Linked DNA regions of Mus musculus: all the other regions are linked to region 3. A link is a contact called in public HiCAR-type and promoter capture Hi-C data. All regions are on one chromosome and are shown on one strand. The core of a region is the stretch at or near the end of the contact, and the rest is flanking DNA. Distances in the headings are between cores, read along the strand shown. Region 1 holds the start of Cap1 (CAP, adenylate cyclase-associated protein 1 (yeast)). Region 2 holds the start of Pabpc4 (poly(A) binding protein, cytoplasmic 4). Region 3 holds the start of Rims3 (regulating synaptic membrane exocytosis 3).

The links. Promoter capture Hi-C pulls out the DNA fragments that hold promoters and counts their contacts. HiCAR-type assays count read pairs that join an accessible place to other places.
Region 1: a contact with region 3 is called in a HiCAR-type map of astrocytes, with 4 times the contacts expected there. The contact joins the promoter of Cap1 here to the promoter of Rims3 in region 3. A contact is called at or near these places in 4 of 39 promoter capture datasets (cranial neural crest, frontonasal cranial neural crest, hippocampal neurons and 1 more), 4 of 115 datasets of contacts at active chromatin or transcription factors (astrocytes, embryonic stem cells and pro-B cells) and 1 of 9 other capture datasets (embryonic stem cells).
Region 2: a contact with region 3 is called in a promoter capture Hi-C map of hippocampal neurons, with 2.2 times the contacts expected there. The contact joins the promoter of Pabpc4 here to the promoter of Rims3 in region 3. A contact is called at or near these places in 3 of 39 promoter capture datasets (cranial neural crest, hippocampal neurons and liver).

The regions. Positions count from the first base shown.
Region 1 is chr4:122,884,567-122,888,327 of GRCm38.p6, reverse strand. Cap1 (CAP, adenylate cyclase-associated protein 1 (yeast)) reads left to right here and starts at 2,252. Exons shown (of 13, transcript NM_001358035.1): 1 at 2,252-2,514.
Region 2 is chr4:123,280,911-123,284,236 of GRCm38.p6, reverse strand. It overlaps Pabpc4 (poly(A) binding protein, cytoplasmic 4), which reads right to left and starts at 1,326. Exons shown (of 15, transcript NM_130881.3): 1 at 430-1,326. The coding sequence starts at 622.
Region 3 is chr4:120,853,037-120,856,335 of GRCm38.p6, reverse strand. Rims3 (regulating synaptic membrane exocytosis 3) reads right to left here and starts at 1,537. Exons shown (of 8, transcript NM_182929.3): 1 at 1,214-1,537.

The DNA of each region.
Region 1 (3,761 bases), core at 1,003-3,502, 2.0 Mb before region 3:
AAACGTGTGGCGATCCTTCCACCTTGATGTGTATTACAGAGCTCTTCAGGTTTACGTGGCTGGCACTTTTAATCCAGGAACCATCTCACTGGCCCCCTCTCGTCCCCTCTTTCTTCTATTGCTCTTGGACGCATGGATGGATGATCTGTATACTTTGTGTCCCTACTCACAAAAGAGATTTAGGAGGGTAAAATTGGTTAGGGGGAGGGGCTGTCTGTTCTGAGCTGCATATAGACTCATATTTAACCTTTTGATTTTGTTTTGTTTTGTTTTGGCAAATTGTTGCTTTGTAGTCCAGGCTGGCCTCAGACTCAGAGTCGTCCTATCTCAATCTTCCCAGAGGTGAGATCAAAGGTGTGCATCACAACTCTCTGTTTGATGTTAAGACAGTATTTATTGGTTAAACTTTTAAATTTTAAACGTATTTTATTTATTGACCAGGCAAGTTGGCCCATACTTTTAAATCTAACACTCAGGAGGCAAAGACAGGCAGAGATGTCTGAGTTCAAAGCTAGTCTGGTCTTGGCTCTAGGGTAGCCAAGGGTATGAGAAGTTTTCTCAAGAGAAAATAAAACAAAAATTTTATTTGTTGTGTGAGAGATTGAACCCACATGGACCATGAATGACTTTTTGAAGTCTTCTCTCCTTCTGTCAGGTAGGTGTTGGGGAATCAAACTCAGGATTTGGAAGCAGATGTCTTTCTCCAGTTGAGTCATCTTTCCAGCCCAAATGTATTTGTTTGTTTGAGGCAGGGTCTCACTGTGTCTGGAACTCATTATGTAGACCAGGCTGGCCTTGAACTCACAAAATCAACCTGCCTCTGCTTCCCGGGTGCTGGAACTAAAGGTGAGCATTACCACACCTGCCCCTGAAATGAACATATTATAAACGGATGATTTTTGTGCCATAATTTGGTATGTTGTCATTTCTGTTTTAAACAAACTGGGAGTCATAAACTGGGGGAGGCCAGTAAATTGTCCAAAGCACCTTGATCAAAGTCGGGACGCTAGTAAAGGGCTCGGAGTCAGGAATGGAACAACTTACGTCTACAACCAGAGGCACCCAATGCCTCAAATGTTCCCAGATCTATCTATCACTGGGGATGATTAAATTCATTGGTTCTAAGACAGTCAAATGCGTGCTCTGTTTAAAGTTTCAACATCTACTTTGTGACCTTGGCAAGTTATTCAGCTTCCTCATTTGAAGCTCCGAGGATGTAATGGTACCTACCGCAGAGAGTTGCTATTAGGATTAAATGAAAATGGTTTGAGCGCTCAGCACAAGCCTGGCATGTAGTCAGCGCACAGTAAATGGTAGCTATTATTACATGAACTGTATTTGTTGAATGATTGACTCTGGCATATAACACCTGCATTCAACTTGAACGCGGAGTTGTCAGTCATCCAGTCGAAGGGGTAGGAACCATAGCACAGCACTCGCCAATTTTTTTTCTAGAAATAAATCTTTGTGGGAGGATAATGACCGGTTGGAAAGTGTTAAGTCCGGAGGAAACAAAGACGCGATCCCCCGTCTAAGAAGCAGGGAGGCGAAGACTGCCCTGCAGGCTGCAGTTACAGCTCTGAATCGCACACGGGCTCATTAGCAGCCAGCTGGGCATACATAGCTTGGGGCGATGAAGCCTCAAAAGCAAGATTTTTAAGGAATGGGACAAGATCTCCTTTAATTTTGCTCATTTCATTTCAGGGACCACACCCTACAGGGTGGGAGGAAGAACTCCGAAGCCTGAGGCGGAAGCTTAAGCACAGCCACGGACCTGACCATCTATGGTCACAAAACGCACAGAGCAAACAGGAAGTGGGGCGCGAGTGGAAGATTTTCTCCACCTTCCCAGCCCTAGCCTCGGAATCGAGCGAGGGCGAGCATGCCCAGACGCTCAAAGCCTACTCTATTAGCCTCCGCGACCGAGTCCATTGCTTTTCTGTACTACAGACAGGGAAACCAAGGCTTGCACGCCCAGCCAGGGGCGAAATTTGGTCCCGGTCCCCCCAACCACCAGACACTGGGTCTCAGAGCCTTCTAGCCCCACTGTTGTTCCCTGAACCTCTTCCGGACTGAGGCTAAAAACGTAACGACCTCAGTCTCCGAGCACAAATTGACAAAACAAGCAGCCACTCAGCTGTCTTCCTTTGAGGAGGTGGGGCTTGGTTAGGAACTCCAGCTCCTTATTGGTCTGGGCCTCGGGGCGTGACCAACCGTGGACACGCCCCTTCCCCGAGTTTTCCTCCCCCACCTCCCTTGGAGGCGGAGCCCTTTTCCAAACGCTCCTAAGCCAGATTCTCTCTCCGGTGGCGGGGAATGAGGGCGGAGTCACGAGCGGAGCGGCCAAACTTCTTCCTCTCCCCCGGGCTAGCGTTACAGCCAGTGGTTCATTTCCGGTGGGGGTGCCGCGCCCAGTGAGGGCCCGGAAGTGGGTCGCGCGAAGACCGCTGGGCGGTTCTTGCCGGAAGTGGAGAGCGGCTGATCGCAGTCCGGAGGTGAGGCGGAACTCTTAAGGTGAGGGTTGGTGGTTGGATAAGGATTGGGATGGTCTTTGGGGCCCACCGGGTCCTGGCCGTTAGTAAAGGCTGTGCTAGCCTACGCGCGTTTGAGGAGTCTTGCTGAAAGGCCGGGGTTTGGGCCCTTCGGCCATCCCGGGCTCCTGGGTGCGGTCTCTTGAGGTGGGGCTGGGGTACCAGATTGAACCAGGAGGTCTTGGGGAAGCCACTTTCTCCTTGATTTCGCAGCTCTGCCTATCAGCCTCCGCGGAGGCCTGATTCCTAAAGGCATCCTAACCAACTGAATGGACCCTGGGAGACCTTAGAATTTCCTCCTGACCGGGTCTTGTTCCCATTACTCGGATGGGTAACTTGATCTCGGAGAAGAAAAGAATCTGGTTTTAGAGAGAGGTTTCCAGTCCTAGATCCTTCCTTTCCTTGGAACCTCTCTAACTTTCGATCTGGGCAGCTGCAGGTTAAAGGCTATCTGGTAGTAGAACTAAAAAAAAAAAAAAAGTTAAAAATTTGGAATGCCTGTTAAATTTAAGGTAGGCTAGTAAGCCCTGCGTTTACGTTCAGTGAGCTCCCCTTACTCTTAGACTGCCACTGTTCACTCGCAATCCAAGCTAACTTTATGGGAGGTGCTGTCCACTTCTGGATCTGAAGTCAGATGATTCAGGTTGGGTCTGGCACAGTTGCCAAGTGCCTGTGGTCGTAGGATCGCTGTGTTTATTCTGTGTTGGCAACATGGAAAATGTCATCGAATACAGCTTTGAAAAGTCTAGTCATTGCCCCCATCGAGTTAGCAGTGAAAGACAGTTAAGAAATAGTTACAAATGTGGTGAGGGTGCTGTGGAAGGACGCAGCAAGGGAGTCAGAAGCGTTTTGAAAGATCAAGAGGGTGTGTGTGTGTGTGTGTGTGTGTGTGTGTGTGAGAGAGAGAGAGAGAGAGAGAGAGAGAGAGAGAGAGAATATATTAGATAGAGGTTAGTTAGTATCAGAACTGTCAGCTGTAGCTCTTTGTACTGCTTTCCCTTGAAGTGAAAATCCAGGGTTAGAACAGCACGTTCATCATCTGCCAAGCATTTATTGGACCTCAGTATGTGTGAAAACATTTTAGCTTAGGCACTTAGCCCTTCTGGCTAGGAATACACTTGTTCTCTGGTGATATGTACAGTATGGGAGGAACCGGCAAATCAAGGGTGGTTGAGTGTGTGCACTGTGTGAACACAGAGCTACTGAGAACAGGAGAAATATCTGAACCAC
Region 2 (3,326 bases), core at 77-2,576, 2.4 Mb before region 3:
CTCCTTGCTTTCCACTGCCCTAAAGCCATCCCAAGTCAGTCAGTTCAGGTTAGAGCCCCCAGTTTTGCAACCTACACTTTCAGGTGTCATTTCAATGCACTGAGTGCCAGACCCACTTCTACCTGAGTGGGGCTAGACACACTAGAATACCCAAGTCCCTTTATTCGGATCCCGAATTACACAAATCTCCTTGGGTTCCAACCCCTGCTCTACCCCACCCCCACCCAGTAGCCCAAGGTCATCAGGTTAGCAAGTGGTGGGAGACTGAAGCCAGGGTCATGACCACATGCCTGGCTCATTTTGCTTCCACCCAAGGCTTCTCAGGCAACATGCTGTTATGTTCCCCGGTCCTGGCAGTTTGGCCTCCGCCTTCAGGATTCCCAAGGTCCCCAGGAATCTCCCGAATGTGTGCACACCGCTACTACTCACCGTCAGCTGGCTGCTGGAAGTTGACGTAGGCATAACCCAGAGAGCGCCGGGTGATCATATCGCGACAGACCCGGATGGACAGCACAGGCCCCGCAGGGCTAAACTTTTCATACAGCATGGCTTCGGTGACGTCCGAGTGCAAATCGCCCACGTATAAGGAGGCCATGGGGTAGCTGCTGGCTGCAGCGTTCATCTCCCCACCCCCCACGACCCCGAGCCCCGCCAGGAGGACTTCTAACAAGGCCTACTGCAGGACAAAAGGGGCTCCGAGGAGCTATGGCACGCGCCGCAGCGCACAGGTGGCACCAGCGACGCCGGAGAAGGCTGGAGCAGGGAGGCTCCGAGCCGGGACCCGTGTGCGGGACGACTTGCACGGGACTGCAAAAGCCCCAAGACAAAAGGCTCTCAAAAACAATATGGCCCGCTCCTGGAGTTTGTACTCTCCAGCTGTCCTGGCTTGAGGCTTAAAAAATAAAAATTAAAGTAGGAAATCCCCTCGTAAAGGGGGCAAAAAATTTTCAAGAGGCAATCAGATGCTGCGCTCACGGCCGCCTTGGGAACACGCGTTTCGTGATAAATATAGGCCCCGGACTCCCGGCGGTTTACAGTTACAGCAGCCCAGGAAGGGGGAAACCAAATCTTTGCGGGTGCCGGCGAAGGGCAGTGCGGACACGTGGTGCGGCCAGCCGGGGCGCGGGGCTGCCACGCGGCGCAGAGGCGTGCAGGGGCGGGCCGGGCCGAGGGGGATGGCTCACCACCGGACGGACAGACAGACGCTGACGGACAGGCAGGCCGGAAGCTGTGAAAGTCACTTCCCCACGGGCTCCCAGCACAAGTCGCTGTCTGGTTCTTTTTCTTCTTTTTTTCCCTTTTGCTTTTTTTTTTCCTCTTCTTTTCTTTTCTTTTTTTTTTTTTTAAGGTTTTTGAGGCTTTTGTGTTTTTTTTAAGCTTTTTCTTTTTTCTGCTTCAGGCGTGCTGAGCCCAAACGCAACACTGATGGCTGCGACCCGGGGCGGAGAGAGGCGGCTGGAGCCGCCACCGCTCCATTTATACCCTCCCGCCCCGGGCGCTGCTGGTCGAAGGGCGCCTCGAGACCTGGGCGCAGTCGTGCCCGCCCACTCTGCCCCGGGGGCCCAAGGCGGGGCAGTCACACCAGAGTGACCTGGAGCCGCCCGCAAGGTGTCACAGCGTCCCCTTGCGTTTGGAGGACCAGCAGCACGCACCTGTATGATTCTCTTTCTGCAGTGTATGGATTGAGTCATGTCCTCCCCAAGACCCACACGCAGGTATAATGTTTAAAACATCCATGAAATGCCCAAATCTACACAAAGGGATGCTAAAGTACAGCTACTAGGTGGCCCAATACATGGTTGAGCTGAATACGTAAGACATACGAAAGTTTTAAGAACATATAACCTTGAGGTTGGATTTTGGAGGTCATTAGAAATGGTGGTGGTATCTTAGGTGATGAGACTGTTTTTGAAAAGATGAACAAATCTTGCCAAAGCTTTTATAAAACAAAACGTGACTGTCCGCTCCTGTTTTGTTCTGGTGGCACGCCTACAGCTTAGTTTGTGCAAAAGGAGAAGAGGAGAAGAAAGGTGTATTTGGGCTCATGGTTCTTGTATAAGGGAGCTATCTCTAGTGATGTCCTTACAAGGCATCTCGTGGCGACTCATGGCACAACACAAAGAGAATGCATCTGTGCATGTGAAACAATGTTTTTGTTACTATGTAAACGCTAGTTAAGAGTTTACGCTTAGATGATGAAGGGTAATCATTGACTTTTTACCCAAATGAAGGTTTCACTGACCATTTGAAGATCATGTTATCTCATGAGACTAAATATGTGGAGTTATAGCAGTATTTCCTTACTCCATAAGTGCCAGGGACCATTTTTTTTTCTATCCTTATATTCACTCAAACCAGAAATTAGCAAAAGCTAGACAGATACTCGTCTACTGGTTGAAGCAAACAATTGAGGAAATATAAGTATTTAATCAATCAATTCATTCCAATAAATGGCTAATCAGAGCTCCCCCCCCAGCAGATGCCATGGTTGCCATGGTTACCATGGTATACAAGTAAGAGTCCCTCCTTACCTCTGAGAATAATTTCTGGTGACTATATTAAATAAAGAAGCCTTGCTAGGTGTAGTGACTCACACCTTTAGTCTCAGCACTTGGGAGACCGATCCCCCCTGAGTATTTGTGACCAACCAAATGGATATTGCAAGTTCCAAGCCAGCCAGGGCTACATAGTGAGACCGGTCTTTTAAAAAAAAAAAAAAAAAAGCCGGGCGTGGTGGCGCACGCCTTTAGTCCCAGCACTCGGGAGGTAGAGGCAGGTGGATTTCTGAGCTCCAGGACAGCCAGGGCTATACAGAGAAACTCTGTCTCGAAAAACCAAAAAAAAAAAAAAAAAAAAAAAAGCCAAAAAACAACAACAACAACAAAACAAACAAAAACAAAAAACCAAAAAACCCCAAAAACCAAAAAAAAAAAGCTGGAAAGTGGTGGTACACACCTTTAATCTCAGCATTTGGGAGGCGGAAGCAGGAGGATTTTAACAATTTTGAAGTCAGCCACAGCTGGGTGGGTGGTGGCTTGTGCCTTTAATCCCAGCACTTGGAAGTCAAAGGCAGGTGGATCTTTGAGGTTGAGGCCAGCCTAGTCTACAGCCAGGGCTACACAGAGAAACCCTGTCTTGAAAAGCCAAAAAAAAAAAAAAAAAGATTTGGGCTTTATGGCTTTATTCCTAAGATATATTTTTCTGCAAATATTCCATAATCTAAAAAAGGGAGGATTCCAAACACTCTAGTCTCAGGCATTTTGCCTGTTTCTTCATTTAGTGTCTGTCTTTCCCTATACACAAGCCTTATGAGAACAAGACCTTTA
Region 3 (3,299 bases), core at 288-2,787:
CCTTGTAAACGGCCAGATGGTTGGAGAACCCAAGGAAGTCCCTGAATACCTGGTTTAAGCACAAACTGCATGGACCCCTCCCCAGCAGGCCCCTGCCCAGAGAGTGTCCCACTGGGCCATCCTCTTCACTTGCCTATGGGGACAGAGTTGGCAGTTGCGTGATTGTGATTACGGACTGATTGGTGGCTGGCAGCAACTGTGGAGATGGGTTGTCAATCCCTTGGTGAAAGACCCTCTTTCCACCATTCAGGCCCCAAAACCCAGTGAGAAGTCATCACCAGCAGAGAACAGAGCAATAGGAAAAGCAGCTGCCTTCCATCTCTCTCCAAGATATCACCCTTAGAGACAGGGTTGGACACAGCAATTCCCCCAGGCCCAAGCCCTGAAGGCCCCTGATGGCACTGCTAGCTAGGGCCCCTTGTTGCTCTGGCTTAGCTACAACATTTCCCACCTTAGCCAGGGACTACAAGAGCTATAGAGGGACCATTCATTCGCTTCTGAGATACTAGGAGGGGAAACCCACTCCTTGAGGTTGGGTTGTACAGAGGTAATGGGGGCCTGGGATCCAGGCAACCAGGAAGCCAGCCAAGGAGACCTATTCTCCCAAATGAACAAGATGCCAGAATAGCCCATGAAGGGTCTTGCCAAGCTTCCTTGAAGCCTTGGGTGACCCATCGTGCCCCTGACCACTTTTTCCCAGCTTCCCAGAAGCCCCTTCTTTCACCCTGAAGCTGCGTGAGCACCACCTCTCTCCTTTTTACTAAGAAGGGGAGTGTTTCTCTGGGTACAATGGTGTCACGTTGGAAGGAAAAAGTGGCCGCTTCCCAACCAGGGTACAGGCAGGAGGGAGAAAGGCAGGCTACCTTTCCAGGAGGGATTTTAAGCACTTTGCAAAAATGCCATGCGAAGCAATGCTGTTGAAGATCAGGGCCCCAGGTGAAACCCTGAGCGTCAGCAAAGTACTCCAGATTCTAGGGTTCCTACCCCATTTTCCAGGTTTCCTCAGGCTCAGCCCCCGCCCCACAGTCATCCCAGGTTGTGCGCATCGCGGAGCCTCCCCCCCAAACCCTCCCCCCCGCCCCCCAGATCTGGCATACATCCCTACGTAGCGCTCGGCGGCCGGCCGGAACCCCCCTTCCCGGCGTGGTCCCCTGCCCTGACCGCAGCCCCCTCCCCACGCCCACTCGCAGGCGCGCAAGGCCTGCTGACTTACCCCGAGGTGGGGCCGGGGTCCACGCCTGGAGCGGGATTCCGCTGGCGGAGTGGCGCCGCAAGGCGAGGCAGGTGCTGCCCCGGGACCCCGCCCCGCGGACCCGGCGGTAGGCGCGGCCCGGCCCCGAGCGGGCGCGGACTCCGAAGGGGTAGGGACGCGGGGCGGGGAGGGGCAGCGACAGAGACTCACGGGGGCATCGCCCGCCACCGGGCCGGACAGCTCCGCTCCGCCCGCCTGCGCTGCTGGCTCCGCAGTCGCCACACAGTTCTCAGTCGCCGCCGGGTGCAAAGCCCAAGCCACGGCTGGCGGGAGGAAGCGGGCCCTGGCAGGGGCGGGGCCTAGGGCTGGTGGGAGGGATTAGTGGATGGGGCGGGGCCAGATGGGGCGGGGCCCGAAGGTGGGCGTGGCCTCTGGAATCTGGATCTTCTAGGTGTATCCTTGAGGAGTAGGCCTGGAAGAAGTGAACCTCTAAGAATCAGGGGTTGGGGGCCGCTCAAGTCCCTAAGATGCTCCTCCTGTCCCCTGCCTGTCCACTCTTCTACACAATCTGTTCCTTCTCAAACTTCCTTGTCCTTGGGGGCACCTCCCAGGTGCCTCCATCTATTCTGAACAAGATCAAGGAATGTCAGATGGTGAGCAGTAAGGCTAAACACCTTACAAACATAGAGTCCATTTTAAAGACCAAAAAAAGGGGGGAAACTTTCGGAGGAGAAATGACTTGCTCAAGTGCCTGCTGTAAAAGATTTTCTGGAAAGAGGGAGGGAGAGAGAGAGAGAGAGAGAGAGAGAGAGATCAGGAGTCACAAAAGAGTGCTGCTTTTGAAGATCAGAGTTCAGTTCCCAACACCCAAGTCAGACAACTGTTACTTCAGCTCCAAGGAATCTGATGCCCTCTTCTGGCACCTGAAGGCTCCAGCACATGTGTGCACATACACACACGAAGTGAAAGTAAGTCCTTTGTTTAAAAAAAAGGAACTTCCAATATACTTTCAGACTTCAGGTAAGGGGCCTATGACCCATATTAGCTCCTTTGCCACCTGTGGCAGTGCCTTTCAACTGGGGACAGTTTTGTCCTGAAGGGATTTTTCACAATATCTTGAGTTACTCGTAGTTTCTGCAATTATGAGGGGTTTCCAGTAAGAACCAACCCTGGAACTGTGCTGGCCAGTCCTGATACCAAAGAGTCCTCAGGCCCTGTGTCAATAGGACTGCAAGTGGGAACCCTGTATTACTGTTGGTTCTCTAGAGGGACAGAATTTAGAGAAGAAACACATACACACACACACACACACGCACACACACACACACACACACACGCACACACACACGTACACGCACACATGTGGGAGGGGATTTATTAAAATGGCTTACAGGATGTGATCCGGCTTGTCCAACAATGGCTGTACAATGGAAAGTCCAAGAACTCAGGAGTTATTCACTCCACAAGGCCAGATGGCCTTCAATATCTGCTGGAATGCCAAAGAAGTGGGTTCAAATGTTAGTGACGGACTGAGGTTGCCAGTGAGGGTGAGGGCCAGTATGCAAAGAGAGCAAGCTTTTTTTGCTTCCATCAACAGTGGATCTTTCAACCTCAAACGATCCAGGGTAAAAGTGGGTCTTCCCATTTCAAATGATTTAATTAAGGGGGAAAACTCCTTCATTGGTATACCACTTGGGTTTCAGTTAATTCCCAATAAGGTCAAGTTGACAACCTAGAAAAACCATTGCACGAGGCTTGGCATCTGCCTGAATGGACTTCAAATGGATGTGCTGACTTAAGACCCAGCAGTTTAGGCTTCTAGAGAGATAGATGGCTTAGCGGATAAGAGCACTGGCTGCTCTTCTAGAGGTTCTGAGTTCAATTTCCTGCAACCACATGGTGGCTCATAACCATGAGATCTGATGCCCTCTTCTGACATGCAGGTGCACATGCAGATAGAGCACTCATACATTAAATGGACAAACAAACAAACAAACCTTTAAAAAAATTAAAAAAAAATTAAAACGACTTGGTGGCTTAGGACTTGAGGTTTCCTGTCCTACAGTCCTGCCTGGTCCCAACTTGGCTGTGTTTAAGTGAGCTTAGG